2 separate regions of the Oryctolagus cuniculus genome follow, and region 1 is linked to region 2. A link is a contact called in public Hi-C data. All regions are on one chromosome and are shown on one strand. Each heading gives the region's core, a stretch centred on a gene start, on an enhancer-like site or on the middle of the called end of the contact. The rest is flanking DNA. Distances are from core to core; before and after follow the strand shown. Region 1 has its middle 22 kb from the start of DBX1. Region 2 overlaps SLC6A5 (solute carrier family 6 member 5).

Region 1 (7,562 bases), core at 2,823-5,322, 500 kb after region 2:
CCTACATTTTACTAAACTTTTCTGTCAATACCACCCAGCAGTCATTAACAAATACACCCCAGCAGTCATTAACAAATTAAGCAGAGCAGGTCACCAGGCAAGAGAGCTGAATTGTGATGGCTCTGAGCAAAAAGTGGCATTTCAACTCTTGCTGCACGGAACCCGGCCTGAGTTTGGAGATGTGAGTAGGGCTAGGATCTGTATCCCACCACAGCTCTCCTCTTAAAGCTGAGGTTACAGGATGAATAAGAATCAACAGTTACTACCAACAAGACCTTAGGCAGACTAGCTTATGGAGGCCCATTTTACTTATTAGAATTTAAGAAAGCAGGTCCCCCCACATCTGGGAGAGCTCACTTCTCATCTTCTCATTCATGCATTATCTTTCCTTTAATTTATATCTCACGTTCGTTCCGAGTTTTAAAGTTTTACTGTCTGTGTTCCGGTTTTTCTTCTTTCCCCACAGTTTCATGAGCTAATCAGAGCAGGTCTTGTTCCCGTTCCCATGCACTTTACAGCTCAGAAAGGCTGCCTGATTTCCCAGGGTGGCACAGCCTGTCAGCTGTGAAGACGGGACTAGAACCACGGGTTCTCAGCACTGAGTCAGGCTGTTCTGTTTAACACGAATTTATTGAGTGCCTTCTCTGTGTCTGGATGTCTCATTGCTCCTGTGGATAGTGTGTTACCCACAACAAACAGGGACATGGGTGGGCATCACAGCATAGCAGGTTAAGTCACCCCTCAGGCTACCTACATCCCACATAGGAGTGCTGGTTCAAGTCCTGGCCACTCCACTTCTGATCCAGTTTCCTGATAATGCAACTCAGGAGCAGTGGATGATGGCTTAAGTACTTGAGCTCCTGCCACCCACGTGGGAGGTCCAGGAGGAATTCCCAGATGCTGGCTTCAACCTGGACCAGCCCTGGCTTTTGTGGCCATTTGGGGAGTGAACCTGTGGGTGGAAGACCTAGCTCTCTTTCTGTGTGTCACTCTGCCTCTCAAATCTATCAATCAATAAATAAAATGGGTCCTTGCTCTCAGGGTACAATCCCATGGGAGAAGAAGGGAATGATCAAGTAAATGAACAGACACATACATAATTTCAAATTGTGAGACCACTGTAAGGGTAATAGGGCACAGAGGTCTCTTTAGGGGGGTGACATTTTAGCAGACAGGGAAGGTGGCACTGGGACTTGTATTGTGCAGAGTGTGTCCCCACTGCTTGTTACAGTCCACAAAGGGAACAAGGTAGAATTTGTGAACAGGGAACTAGAAACTCTGTGTGGTTAAAGAGAGGGAGAGCCTGGGCCACAGTGGGGGCCAAGATTGCATCTCTCAGAGCTTTGTAAGGTTGTGGGCTACGTAGGGTCTAAAGATCCCTACTCCAGGATCTTGCCTCTGACTCTCAGAAGCATTCTAAGTATAGGCAGAAATACAACATGAAAGTGGTAAGGTTTATTTAAAAGGTGAGGAAATCACACACATACACTATACACACACACACACAGGCATTGCTCAGGAACAGAGTGGGCTAGGAAGGGACAGATTGAGGGGAGAGCGAGATGCTTCAGTACCCTTCTTCCTTGGAGTCCAAAGTAAGAGAGAACCCCTCTCAGCTTGAAACTTCTCTCAGTTGAAAAGTGGAGTGGTTACATGGTACCGCCCCAGGTCCCAGCTGAGGGGAGGTATATCCTGGGGAAGGAGTCCTTTGCCTGACGGGTGAGTGGATAGGATTGCCTATGCCAAGAGAAGTATGGCTTCCAGCTCCTGGCCCTAAGACAGCTACCTGTCTTACCCCATATCAGTAAGATCACAAAGGACTTAAATTTCATTCTGAGTAGAATAGGAGAGTATTGAAGGGTTTCAAGCATGGGTTGACGGGACTTGATGTGTGTTTTTGAAGACTTACCCTGAACACTATGTGAAGGTTGAATTGAAGAATGAAGAATCAGTCGTCTCGGCAGGTAAGAGTGGAAGCAGAACGCACAGATGGCACCAGATAGAAACCGTGGCAGCTTGGATTAGGGGTGTGATGGCAAAAGTGAAGAGAGGTTGAGACTCTCCAAGTAGAAGAACAGAGACTGCCAGAATGAATTAAACACGGGAGATGGTCGAGATGGAGGAACATGTTGTTCAGTATAAAAAGCCACCTGCAGACTTCTACATGCATGTATTGATGGAAAGGAAAAGCACACTTGTGAACAAAGATCCTATAGGCTACATAGTCTAAGGTAGTGAGGCAAATTCTAGGTGCAGGTGAGGGAAAGTTGCAGGCAGCAAGAGTGTTACAATGTATGCACATTTCTCTCCTGTGTAGGAGGACAAGGTTGGGATGGCTCCAAGATCACCAGTGTCTCAGGCAGTCTCAATCTTCCTCCGCTTTCCTCAATGCACAGCTTTCTCCCACTCTGTGGTTCCAGTCGGCTGCTCTGGCATTACAAATGAACAAGTGCCAGTGTAGTTAGATATCTAGCGGGTTCTGATGAGCACTGGCTATGTACACTGGTGTGTGTGTGTGTGTGTGTGTGTGTGTGTGTGTGTTTGAGGACCACAGATAAAGGTCTGGGGTACTCCCATCCGCTACACCCCGTGCCATGGCTGACAGTCTGTGTACTGAGACAAGGCAGCCACACAGACGAGTCATCAGACAGGAAGACAGGACAAGGCTACAGCAGCACAGAATTTGGAGCTTAAGGAAAAGATGTGGGCTGGAGTGACCTGGGTGGGGAAGCTCTCTGAGACACAGACCTGAGGACAGACTCCAGGAAAAGCACTGAAGGGAAGCAAGGAGCAAGAAGGTACTTGAGGGACATGGAGAGAAAGAAAAAGTGGATCTTGGTAAAGACAGTTGGAGGAGGAGCCAGCCTTGGGATCTAGCAGGTGCAGCGGCTGCCTACGTTGCTGGCATCCCATATGGGCACTGGTTAAGCCCTGGCTTCTCCACTTCCAATCCAGCTCCCCGCTAATGGTTTCAGAAAGCAATGGAGGATGGCCCCACTGTTTGGGTCTCTGCCATCCACATGGGAGACCTGGATGAAACTCCCGGCCCCCGGCTTTGGTCTGGCCCAGCCCCGGCCGTTGTGGCCATCTGAGGAGTGAACTAGTATATGGAGATCCCTTTCTCTCCCTCTTTCTCTGCAACTCTGACTTTCAAATAAGTAAATAAATCTTTAAAAAAGCAGAGGCAAGATGGGCTCAAGGCTGTAGACTCCAGTCTGGAGGTGAGGGCTGAGATCTCTGGCTCAGGGCCAAGTTACAGGGAGACACAGTAACATCATTTAGGTAAAGCATCGTGTGTGCATACGGGGTATTAGTCTACAAGTAGTATGTTTACTTCCTAAGTTATTCCTCATAACTTCCCTATGAGATGGGCTCTAGCTAACATATTCACATCACACTTACACATGTGAGGGTTAGAGGAGATGACACATGTGCCTGGCTAACCCAGGCTGAGTATGACCAGTACCATGTGTGATGCGCTCCTGTGAGGGAGACATCAGGCTGCACCACTTAGGGTTTCCCCAAATATACAGAATGTCCGCTTCCACACCGAAGGACAAGGAGCCAGCTTGAAGAGGCTCCCACTGGCTAAATCTGAAATGATTGTGCATCAGGAGTAATGGGGGACAGGTTTGTGGCGTAGTGGGTTAAGCCTCTGCCTGTGATGCCTGGCACCCATAAGGGTGCTGTTTCAAGTCCCAGATCTCCACTTTTGCTTCAGCTCCCAGCTAATGCTCCTGGAAGGCAGCCAAAGATGGCCGCTAACACCCACGTGAGAAACCCGGAAGAAGTTCCTGGCTCTTGGCTTCAGTCTAGCCCAGCCCTGACCGTTGTGGTCATGTGGGGAATGAACCAGCAGGAGGAAAATCATGTTTTTCCCTCCTCTATAACTCTGCCTTTCAAATCAAATCAATCTTTTTTTAAAAGGCGTCATGGTGATGATGAATCATACACACACACACACACACACACACACACGGATCATACAGACAATCTCCACCTTTATGCACAGTGCAAGAGAATTTCTGTTCCCTCAGACAGTGTATTTGCTCTCACCTAATTATCCACAAAGTGGTATCAGAATTGCTACGTCAGTATCAGCACCACCCATTAGTCAGCTTCTCATTACTGCAGCTAACTCCCTGCGGCCAGCTGCTTATGAAGGAGAAGCTTGTTAAGCTCCCAGCTTTGGGGGTGTGAAGTTCAATCGGCCGGTGCTGTGGCTCACTAGGCTAATCCTCCGCCTAGCGGCGCCGGCACACCGGGTTCTAGTCCCGGTTGGGGCGCCGGGTTCTGTCCCGGTTGCCCCTCTTCCAGGCCAGCTCTCTGCTGTGGCCAGGGAGTGCAGTGGAGGATGGCCCAGGTGCTTGGGCCTTGCACCCCATGGGAGACCAGGAAAAGCACCTGGCTCCTGGCTCCTGCCATCGGATCAGCGCGGTGCGCCAGCCGCAGCGCGCTGGCCGCGGCGGCCATTGGAGGGTGAACCAACAGCAAAAGAAGACCTTTCTCTCTGTCTCTCTCTCTCACTGTCCACTCTGCCTGTCAAAAAAAAAAAAAAAAAGTTCAATCCCAAGTGCAAGCTCTGACTCCATAGAGAGCAGAATGCACGCAGAGGGAGGATCCTCCAGTCAGCCAGGAAACAGGGAGTGAGTGGGCCCCGACTCAGGCCCTTACAACAACCCATTTGCGAGAACTCAGGTGGTCCCTTGGCAACTTCTTTCCCAAGGCATGCCTCCCTTGACCTCTCACCAAGTCCCTCTTCCTGAAGGTTCTGCCAACAGTGCCACCCTGGGGACCATGCCTTTGACACCTGGCCCCTTGGGGGGGGGCACCTAACCCGATACACAATCATCAACACACCCACAAAGCAAAGTGCATGATACATGCAATAAATACATAAGATTGGATTATCGAGTTGCTATAGCAAGGTGTTTCCCTTGGTGTTACTTCTAAGCCATCTTTCATTCATGCTGATAGGACTCTATGTCAAGAACACCCTCCAGAGTTTACCTCTGAGCTGCCTGGAACCCGGCTTCCTCCCAGCTCGCCTCATCGACACTCCCTTTTCTGCCAGAGGCCAAGTCCTTTCAATGACTCAGCATCCTTCCATTTTTCTCTTTATTCTCTGTCCTTATTGCATTTATGATAGGATCCAGGTTCTGCTTGAGGCACCAGCACTGTACGGTGGAATTAGCCAGGCCTCCTGCTCACAGTCTGCGTGGATGAGACACGGGGACCCAGGCCACAGCAGAAGGGGATGGGGGAGCTCGGGATTGCTGAGAAATTCGGAGGATCTCCCCAGCCCTGGTGGGAATAAGGGGACACTACCTAGCGGGGTCTCATGCTACAGGATGAAGAAATGCTTGCCTGAGGTTTTCCTCTGTGGAGCGAGGGCAGTACTGTCGCAGGCTCACTGTGAGGGTTGGAGGAGGGGGCGCATGTGAGCTGGCTAACCCAGGCTGAGTATTACCAGTACTGGGTGCGATGCGCTCCTGTAAGGGAGACCTCGGGCTGCACACTTGGGGTTTCCCCAAATACATAGAATTTCCGCATCCATGGATGCTCAATTTTGCCTCTGTAGCAACACTTCTTTCCTTCTGGTGACAACTCTTCAATTTCCCTTTGCAATCAGCCAGCTTTCCCCTCGCATGGTCTCTGCGACCTGGGTGTGGCTGATTACCTACCACCCCACCCCGGCACCTAGCTCAATGAATGGGCACAAGACTCAGGTGTGTAAATCAAAACCGGGGTCCCCCACATATCCTGCAGGACCTGGTGAGGATGAAAATTAGAGACTCCTGCTGCAAAGAAATGATCATGAATTTCCACTGGAGAAGCAGAGCATGAAACAGGCTGCCCCTCACCCCAGACCCAAAACCTCGGCATCTCTCAGACTGGAGGAGAAGGCAGGCTGCCAACTGGGCGGCTTTGTGAGCAGAGCCAAGAAACCCAGAGGCAGCCACTGTAGCCAAAGACATCAGCCGAGCTGCTCCACCATCGTGGCACAAGGGCAGGCCCAGGGCTGTCATCAGGACACAGAGCAGACCCATTGAGGCAGCTGAGGGCATTCTCACGGGGCACGGCCTTTGACACCTTAGCATCCCAAGGCCAGAGATGGCAATGAAGCCCTAAATGTCATGTGGCAAACCCAGGCATCCCAGCGACGGCCCCACCACAATAACGGCACTGGTTTGCATCAGGCAAGTGGCCAGAAATAAGTTCCGATCGGGCACTGTTTGGGTACCTTTTTATAAACGGGATAACCGATGATCACAACTACTGCCTATCGGGAGCTGACACCGTGCCACGTGCTGTTCCCAGGGCCTCACGCATCTTCATGCATCCAGCCCTCGTGGTGCCTCTGTGAGACAGGCCCAATTATTGTCATCTTCATTTTAAAGACAGGGAGGCTGAGGGGCTGAAGTGTTCAATGCCACGGATCTAAGTGAGTGGTAGAGCTGGGGGTTAAACCCCAGGCAGGCTGGCTCTGGGGCGCAGGGCCTCAGCCAGCCCCCCAGACTGCTGCAACCCCCTGGTTGTGTGCTCTGTGGGGGCCACAGGAGACGGACAGAAGTTGCCTCTGGGATCCCACGCACCATGCGATCAGCGGATGGGTGGTGTCTTCCTTCTGTGGTGGAGCTGCCAGGCACGTGCCCGATGGCGAGACAGGCACTCAGCGCAGCTGACCCTGTGTCTCGTCTCCCCAACTGCAAGTCCGGAGGGGCAGTGGGCTCCCGCTTGGCACACGTCAGAGGCTCAGCACTACCAGCAAGGACCCCCATGGGAGCTGCTTCTCTCCACAGGATGACAACATGAGGTCCAGGGTCACTTTCAGATGTGACAATGTTCAGAGGCAGACGTCGGGACCTCTGTTAAGAGAGAAGAAACTTTCTAGAAGTGTCCCCAGAGACTCTCCCTTGAGTCACCCCAGAGGCCCGCTCACCACTCAACCCCTAGGAAACGGACTGTGTGGCTCAGGGAACCATCAGCGCCACCCTGGGTCTGGGGGCAGGGCTGTCCTTCTTGAGTCGCTTGACCCGTGGGGGAGGGACAGATACCTGCACGATCCTGCGGCTCAGTTAGGAAGGAAGAGCGGACAGGGGATGTGGACTAGGACGTCCACAGCACCGACTGCAGGAGATATGTTCATGCCCATTTCCTAGATGAGTGAGTTGAGGCTCAGAGAGAGGAAGGCTGCTTGGCCAGGGTCACAGAGTGCAAACAGCAGAGTCCTGACTTCACTGTGCAGCCTGTGCACCTACCTGCTTCCCCAGCTGCCTGGGAAAGCAAGCTGGGTTCCAGATTTTTTTTTAACCTTAATTTCTATTTCTTTATGCTCATTTTATCTGAGAGACAGATGAAGAGGCCCGCCATCCACTGGTTCACTCCCGAAATGACCTCAAAAGTCGGTGCTGGGGCAGACTGAAGCCAGGAGCCTGGAACTCCATTCAGGTCTTCCCATGTGGGTGGCAGGAGCCCAGATACTTCAGGCATCACCACTGTCTCCCAGGATGCCTATGACCAGGAAGCTGGGTCAGAAGTGTGGAGTAACCAGGACTTGA
Region 2 (7,552 bases), core at 4,163-6,662:
CTCACCCCTCCTGCTGAACAATGTTCCAGCGTGGGGCCCACCCCTGAGAGCTGACAAACCAGCTCCACCCCCATCACATGAGGCCCATCACAAATGCAATAATAAGCCCACCGTGGCATCCGTGAGTTTCTCCCACTTGGGTGTGATGAAGTACCAGATCCCAGCTCCAGCTCCGGGCAGGGTGACTCCTCGGATGAGCAGTATCACGAGCACGACGTACGGGAATGTGGCCGTGAAGTACACCACCTAGGAAGCCATAGGCAGAAGGCTGAGTGAGCAGACCTGCGGGACAGGCCTGTGCCAGAGAGAGTCACTCGGAGCGGGGCAGGGGGAGGGCAGGGGGGATTGTCCCCTGCACCTGCTCTTGATGGTGAGCCCATCAAGCTGCCAGGCCTGGAGACACAGACAGGGCTCTGGGTCCAAAGGCAAGACTGAGAGAGCAAGAAATAAAACTCTGAGGAGGAGATCTGCAGTTGTGGAACAAGTCAGCCTACAGCCAGAGGGCTGGAGGAGATGCCACCTTCCCCATCACTGCAAGGACAAGTCCTGGAGGAACCACAGGGTGGGGGAGGCTTCATGCTGCTCTCCTCCCCCCCAACTCCAACCCCTGACGGATACCCCACGTCCCACCACTAGAAATTAATCTTTTTAGCTTAAGCTCCCATCCTTGCTTATACAGACACCCTAAGTGAGGATGCGGGATGACATAAAAAGGCCATGATGTTCAATACATTTGAATTCAAATAACACTGAACCCCTGGCACTGAGTAACTGTGTGACCTTGGACAGCACTTATACTCTCAGAACAGAAATTTCTGCATCTGTGACCTAGGGACAAAGGCACCCTTCTTATAAACAATCATGAAGATTAAATGAGCTAATGTATGGACAACACCTAGCACAGTTGCCATATATGCTGCTATGTTCACTAAGCATTTTTCAAAGGCCTCCGGTGAGCTGGGTGCTATGCCAGGCAATAAATAGATGAAGATGAAGGGAACCCATAGTCTAGAATACCCAGAGATGATGCTGAATAGTGGGCCAAGCACAATCACACACAGAATACAGCCAAAGTCCCGGGAGGGGCATTGTGCCCAACCTGAGAGCTTCCTAAGAGATTCATGCAGATGGCATGTGGACTAAATCTTAAGGGACAAGTACAATGTAAAGGAGGTGAAACGAAGTGGGAATGAAGGAATAAGGTGAATAACAGAGGTACACTCACTGAAACAGAGGAGTGCCTTCTGCCTCTAAGCCCTAACACTCAACACCAAACTCCTTCTTTCTGGTGGCATCCTCAAGGATGGGCTTGCCTCCTTTCCTCTCCATGGACCAGGGTGCTGCTTCCCTGCCCTGGGGGGCCAGCAGCCTCTCCTCTCTCCTGGTCCCAAAGAACTTGCCTCTGCAGAGACTGCAGGAAGAGGAGGGATAACCAGCTGCCTCCTATTTCTGCCCTGTCTGCTTCTCTCTTTCCCTTAAAACCTGAAGGGAAAATTCAGCCCCACCACGGAGAGCCAAGGTCATCTGACATCTCGGGGGAAAATCATTTCACTCTGGGCTGGCCTCTCAGCTGTGGGCTGGGGCAGAGAGACAGGCATGCTACAAGGGCAGAGCGTGACCTAAACATTCGACTTCCCCACTAAGATAGCAGGAGGTGGGGGAGACTAAGGAACAGCCTTGCTCACCCCTGACCATCGGAGCTTTCTCACTCCAAAGCCATTCAATCTATGAATACTGAATCTATGGGCTGAACAATCAAAAACGTTTGTGGGAAGGCCAGAATGAGGGTGAGGCAAATGAAGCACCAAGGGTGCAAAATTTAAGGAGACACCCACTTTCACGTACTGCTCCTTCACTCACAGGGACGTGAGAGTGAGTGTCTCCTTAAATTTTGTACCTTAAACACTTGCTTGTGCTGGCCCCAGTGTGCAGCTGATGCATTCACTTTGTAGACGGTGACTCTGGTGAACTGAGAGGGCTGACAGTTTGGTTCATAAATCCTGGTGAGGCCTCAAATGTCAGTCAGGAGTGCACCGAGGCTCCCTGCACAGCTAGTCCCCCTATGTCAGGAAAGCTTCAGAATGCCCCTGTTTCAGAATGTACTGTCAGAAGAATTAAACTTGAACAGTAATGAATTATACTTGGCAGGAGTGACAATGACTAGCTGATCTGAGCCTCTTGGCCTGACACCTCGCAGCATCTTCCTCACAACAGGAGACCTGAACAGGTGGCAGTGCCCCGCCAGCCCGTGCTAGCTAATTAGGTTAGCTTTGCTTTGTCGCCATAACTCTCAGGCAGAGCAGTCCCTGCGGTCAGGTGAGCTACATCTGACCTTAAGGCTGCCTGCTGGTCCCCCTACTTCTGGAATTCTAGCTGCTCAAAAGCCTCAGTCTCAGAAGAAGCTACAGGGCATTCTGTGTCCTTGGGACCTAAACAAGAGGAGGTACTCTATTGCATGGAAAGCAGTGTTCCCGGAATCTCAATCACCACGGCGTTTGTCATAACGATCAACTTTAGTTATGCCTTCACCTTGGCTCCCAAATAATGTTCCATGATTAAGACCTATACAGCCCAGGGCAGGATAATAAATTGTGATTTATTATTTATGGTGGTATTCTTCATTTAAAAAAATTGATTTCTGGTTGAAAACTGTTCTCAATGAAGCCAAGAGCTAAACGAGCAGAAGGGCTACTCAAAACTTTGATTTCAGAAAGCCTGTAAAATCGAGCTGCAAGGATTAAATTCTAATTCTAAATCAGAGGAAAGAACTGGATATAATGCCATTCCAAAAAGTATAGACTAATAGTGCTAAACGGAATCTTAAAGAATATTTATTCTAACACCTGATTTTGCAAACGAGGAAAACAAATCTCTGAAGCATCTTGTGACTTGCTCCAAGTCATGCAGCTAAAGACAGCAGAGACCCAGCAGGAGGGCAGGAGTCCGAAGTCACTATCCACATGATGTATGAGTGATGACTCAGCAATTCCGCATTCCCATCTATTCCTGAGAGCCGCTCCTTAGCTAATTATGAATTAAGAATGTCATGGAGTGGAAAGAGTCTAGACTTTAAAGCAAGACAGACCTGGGATAGAATCCCACCACTGCCAGCTAAAAGCTTTGTGATGTCAGGCAGTTTACTCTACTGTAAGGAGCCTCAGCTCTCAGTCTGTAAAAGGAAAGTAAATGTTACTATCTATCCTGTGCTGGTGAAGATTAAATGACCTAACGTCCTGTGAAAGCAATTAGTACAGTGTCTGGCACAACATATTCAACAAAGCTTCCTTTCTCTTCACATCTCCCCAACAAAGTCAATGCCTTTAAAATGTCAGAGTGGCACAATACCCACTCAACACATCAGGCATTCCTTATAATGAGAATTAAAAGTTATTAGTAATTAAGAACTGATCATAGGCCATGTATTTTACATGCATCGCCTAATCCTTGTAGCAACCCTATAAGGTATTTATTATTACCCAAATTTACAGATTAAAAAATAAGAGTCAAGGTTAAATAGCTTGGTCAGAGTTGCACAATTAGAAAGTGACAAAGCTAAAATTTAAGCTCAGATCGGTCCAACTCTGAAACCACCAGGGCATTCTTCCTTTGTCATCAACAAGGCTGCATTCTCACCCTCCATGCTTGCCTCTTCCCCTGCCTGTCACACCCCCTAGCCTGTCCACCAGATCACAGTTGAAGTCACCTCTTCTCCAACCCTAGCCATAGGGAACAGTCCTGCCAGTGAGATTTAGCTGAGCAAACACCTAACTCATCTTGCTAAGCAATGACTTAGCTGGGCCTCATGAAGACAATGCAATGTCCATCCAGAATGAGTTCCAAGTCATAGAAGGCAGGAACTCCAGAAAACCTCAGGCCACACTAGCCATCAACGTAAGTCACATTAACAGTTTCCTATCTCCCTATGAACCTAGAGAAACAGTTGATCCAGGAGCAAGCATTTGGCGCAGTGCTTAAGATACTGCTTAGGACACCTGCATCCCATATTGAAGAGTCTGGGTTTGAGGCCCTCCTCCATTTATGCTCCAGCCTCTTCCAATGCACATTCTGAGATACCAGGTAATGACTCAAGAACTTGGATCCCTGCCACCCACATGGGAAGTCCAGAGCTCCAGGCTCCTGATTTCATCCTGGGCGGGCCCTCACTGTTGTGGACACTTGGTGGAATGAACCAGCAGGTGAAAGATATCTGTGTGTGTGTGTGTGTGTGCCTGCTTTTCAAATAATAAATAAAATCTAAAAAAATAAGAAAAGCAATCATTGCAGTCTCACAGTACTCATTCTGAGCCAGCAAAATTGTTGGGGGGGGTCACTTAAACCCAGCTTTCATTTTAGAGAAGGGGAAACTTGGATCAGAGAGTGAAAGCAAACCCCCAGCTCTCCCAGCGAGTGCTCCAACAGAATAAAGCTGGAAGCTGACGGCCTCAATACGATACAGCCGCCCTCCCTTTAGAAGTGCAGGAGCTGAGGACTCCCGAAATAGCTAAGAGAAGAAAATCGACTGTTCATTTATCACCCAAAAACAAGTAAAAGCTAAGAGAAAACCAGATGCTCGGCCAAATTCCATGGCCCAAGTAGAGATGGATGTCCTTCTACCGCAAACCCCGTGACAGGTCCCCTCAGTCAAGAATCCAGGTGTCCCAGCTCCCAGTCTGGCTCTCTCTATATGGCTGCTCCTGCTCACATGGTATGACTTAAGGTGCGTACTAATCCTGACAGCTCTGCAGAGGCCACCATCCAAGTCCCGGTGGCATCAGATGACATGGATAGACAGAAATAGCTGCAACCGAAAGGCATCCATGAGCACCCCCAGGTGCCCGCAGAGAAAACAGATTGGTCTCTGTGGCTAACGGGTGCCAGATTTGGGTGCCTTGTGGGGGATGGGCAGCACGCCGGGATGGGAGGTACACAGATAAGCCTCCTCAGGGGACCAGATCCTTCTGAAGTTGGGTGGTAGCAATGTAACCCCCAGGAAGCCCTGGCTGGAACACCTGGACCAGACCTCAACTCCATAGCCTACGGCCTCAGAGTCCACCATTACATCCTCTTCCTAATTTTTACCCTGAAACATGCAAAATGCCTGTTGCCATGATGACATAGCCTAGGTCATCATCACAGTGTTTGGTTAGCTCTTCAGTGGGTTTTTCCCTAAGGCAGCAGGAGACAGGGACAAGTCAGCAAGACCCTTTCAACCATGCCCAGTGTGGCGTGACACTTCCTGGACCCCTTGCTTTCTGAGGCTTGGATCTGGGCATGGAGAGGGAGTCCCATCGTCCCCACAGGGCCCAGCTGAATGATGGCTCCGCAAGAGGAGCCAAGTATGCTCTCAGCCAAAGTCTCACTGGCAGGAGCCGGCTTCCTTTAGTGCCAGGAGTTCCTGGGATGGAAGAATGTTGGACTGGGGGCTGGAAGAGGGCCACAGATGGCCAAGAACATCATAATCAGGAGTGAGAAGAAATCCACTTCAAACTTTTGATCCTTATCCAGCTCCATAGCAGAAGCCAGAACTGACCTGGTAGCCAGAACAGGAGGCAAAAGTCAGCAAGCCTCTGGGAGGAAAAGAGAGAAAGTGACCCCAGAACAGCACTCCCACCACATCTCAGGAGCTCTGCTTACATTTGCGTCACTCAGTCCTTAAAACAGCCCTGTAGGGAAGGCATGCTTATCCCCATTTTACAGATAAGACTAAAGGCACTCGCTCACGGCTCCACAGCTACGGGGAGCAGATCGGAATTAGCACCCACGGCCCCTGGCTCTCTTCCAGGTGCTCTTTTTGCCTGCTCCACGATTTAGCCGCGTGTCCCAGAGCTTCCTCTTCCAAGTGCTTACTTTTCCCGAAGTCTTGATTCCTTTAGCCAGGGACGCGTACACAATGACCCACGCCAGGAACAAGCAGAAGGCTAGTGGCCACCTGATCTCGCCAGGGTATTCAATGCCTGCAGAAATCTTCAGCACAAAGTACCTAAGAACGTGGAAAGAGAGGGAGGGAGAGGGGAGGAAAACAAGGAAGGAGACAGACAGACAGGTGTCACTCTGCAGGCTTCATCTCCCAGCAGAGCCAGGAGCCTTGAACAAACCATCCCCTCCCCACGCCATCAGGGACCTACTCAGATGAGGTTGCTAGCAATGTGCGATCTGCACTCTCCACAACAGCTGTCTTCAGAGACACCAGCTGGATCTACTCTGCTCTTAATGATGTGCTGGGGGCCACTCACAGCCCTGCACAGGGTTCCAGGCAAGGCTCCACCCCTGCCTGGAGCTGCCCCCTAAGAAGGGCCACAGAATCCTAAAGCGGCAGGATGATGTCTGTGTGCTTTCCAGGGTCTGAGTCTTTCGTGAGGATGCATTCTGATCGGGTCTGCCTAATTCTACACTTAGCAAATTAGTACACAGCAGAAACTGCTTCTGCTAGGAGACCTAGAATGCTGCCCTGCATTTCAGTTCCAGTTGCACTGAGTATGTCCTGGAGCAGCAGCTCACTACAAGGTGAAAATGGGGCTGGCTAGATTTTATTCAAGGAATGCATCCAAAGACAGAGACATAGCTGCAAGCAAAGGGGGCGGTGGTCACCGGCAACCCCTTCTTCTAAAGGACAAAGCCACAGCCTAACTGACCACCCCCATCTCCTCTCCCTTGCAGGCAAATAAATGGTGAGAGGCAAACAATCCCTTGAACTCAGCACCAACCTAGCTGCTTCGGATCAGCTCAGCTCCAGCCACTGTGGCCATTTGGGGAGCGAACCAGCAGATGGAAGACCTCTCTCTCTCTCTCTCTCTCTGCCTCTGTAACTCCATCTTTCAAATAAATAAAATAAATCTTTAAAGAAAAACTTATCCTGCTATAGGTTAATTGCATTTAGAATCCCACCTGTGGTTGCCTGGGCCTGCCAGACCAAATGATTTTGTAGGCCTTATATGGCCCCTGGGCCAGATGTCACCCAATCCTGGGGACAGGCTATAAGCTGGGAGGCCACTGACAGGTGCATTTTTTTGGCACCAGTGTTTTATTTGAATTATTTTGCTGACATTTACAATGGGAGAGATCACATTTAAAACTCCTGTCATTATGTTCAACACCCCTTGTGGGATGGAAGCTCTCCACACTGCCCCCTATTCCCGCAAGGCAGTCACCAGCCAGAGCCGAGCATCGCCAGCCTCCCTTACACACAGCAGGAAGCTCTTGAGTTTGCCACAGTCCCCACCATTCTCTATCGCATCACTGGTTTAGACTCACCCCACTGAAGGCCCTAAGTGAACCTGAGTCTACAGCCCCTGACTTAAAGCCAGGCTAGAGCTGTTCTTCACACACCCTCCCTTGAACTCTGTGTGCACTGACCTTTCTTCAGAAATAACTTCATGAACATCACTAAATCTTCCTATAGGAACTGAGGATGCCCCATTATCCTTATACTTCCATCTTGAAGGTACAGACACATAAACATGGAAAGTACAAAACTAAAGTGAAGCTGTAAAATGAAAATAGTTCTAAACTAAAACGTTAACCACGGTTTTTTTTTTTTCTTTTCTCTATTTAT

The links. A called contact is a pair of places that touch in the nucleus more often than the background predicts.
Region 1: a Hi-C map of an unstated tissue shows a contact between it and region 2, with 3 times the contacts expected there. The contact joins two enhancer-like sites. A contact is called at or near these places in 3 of 6 Hi-C or Micro-C datasets (ear pinna, psoas muscle and an unstated tissue).

The regions. Positions count from the first base shown.
Region 1 is chr1:46,301,324-46,308,885 of mOryCun1.1, forward strand. No RefSeq gene overlaps it. Among named protein-coding and RNA genes, the nearest start is that of DBX1, 22 kb to the left of the region's middle. Within about 2 kb of position 4,073, at least 1 of the 8 cell types and tissues checked has an H3K27ac peak or open chromatin away from gene starts, as enhancers often do.
Region 2 is chr1:45,796,094-45,803,645 of mOryCun1.1, forward strand. SLC6A5 (solute carrier family 6 member 5) reads right to left here. Exons shown (of 15, transcript XM_051825012.2): 6 at 5,848-5,980; 7 at 112-246. Among named protein-coding and RNA genes, the nearest start is that of SLC6A5, 50 kb to the right of the region's middle. Within about 2 kb of position 5,413, at least 1 of the 8 cell types and tissues checked has an H3K27ac peak or open chromatin away from gene starts, as enhancers often do.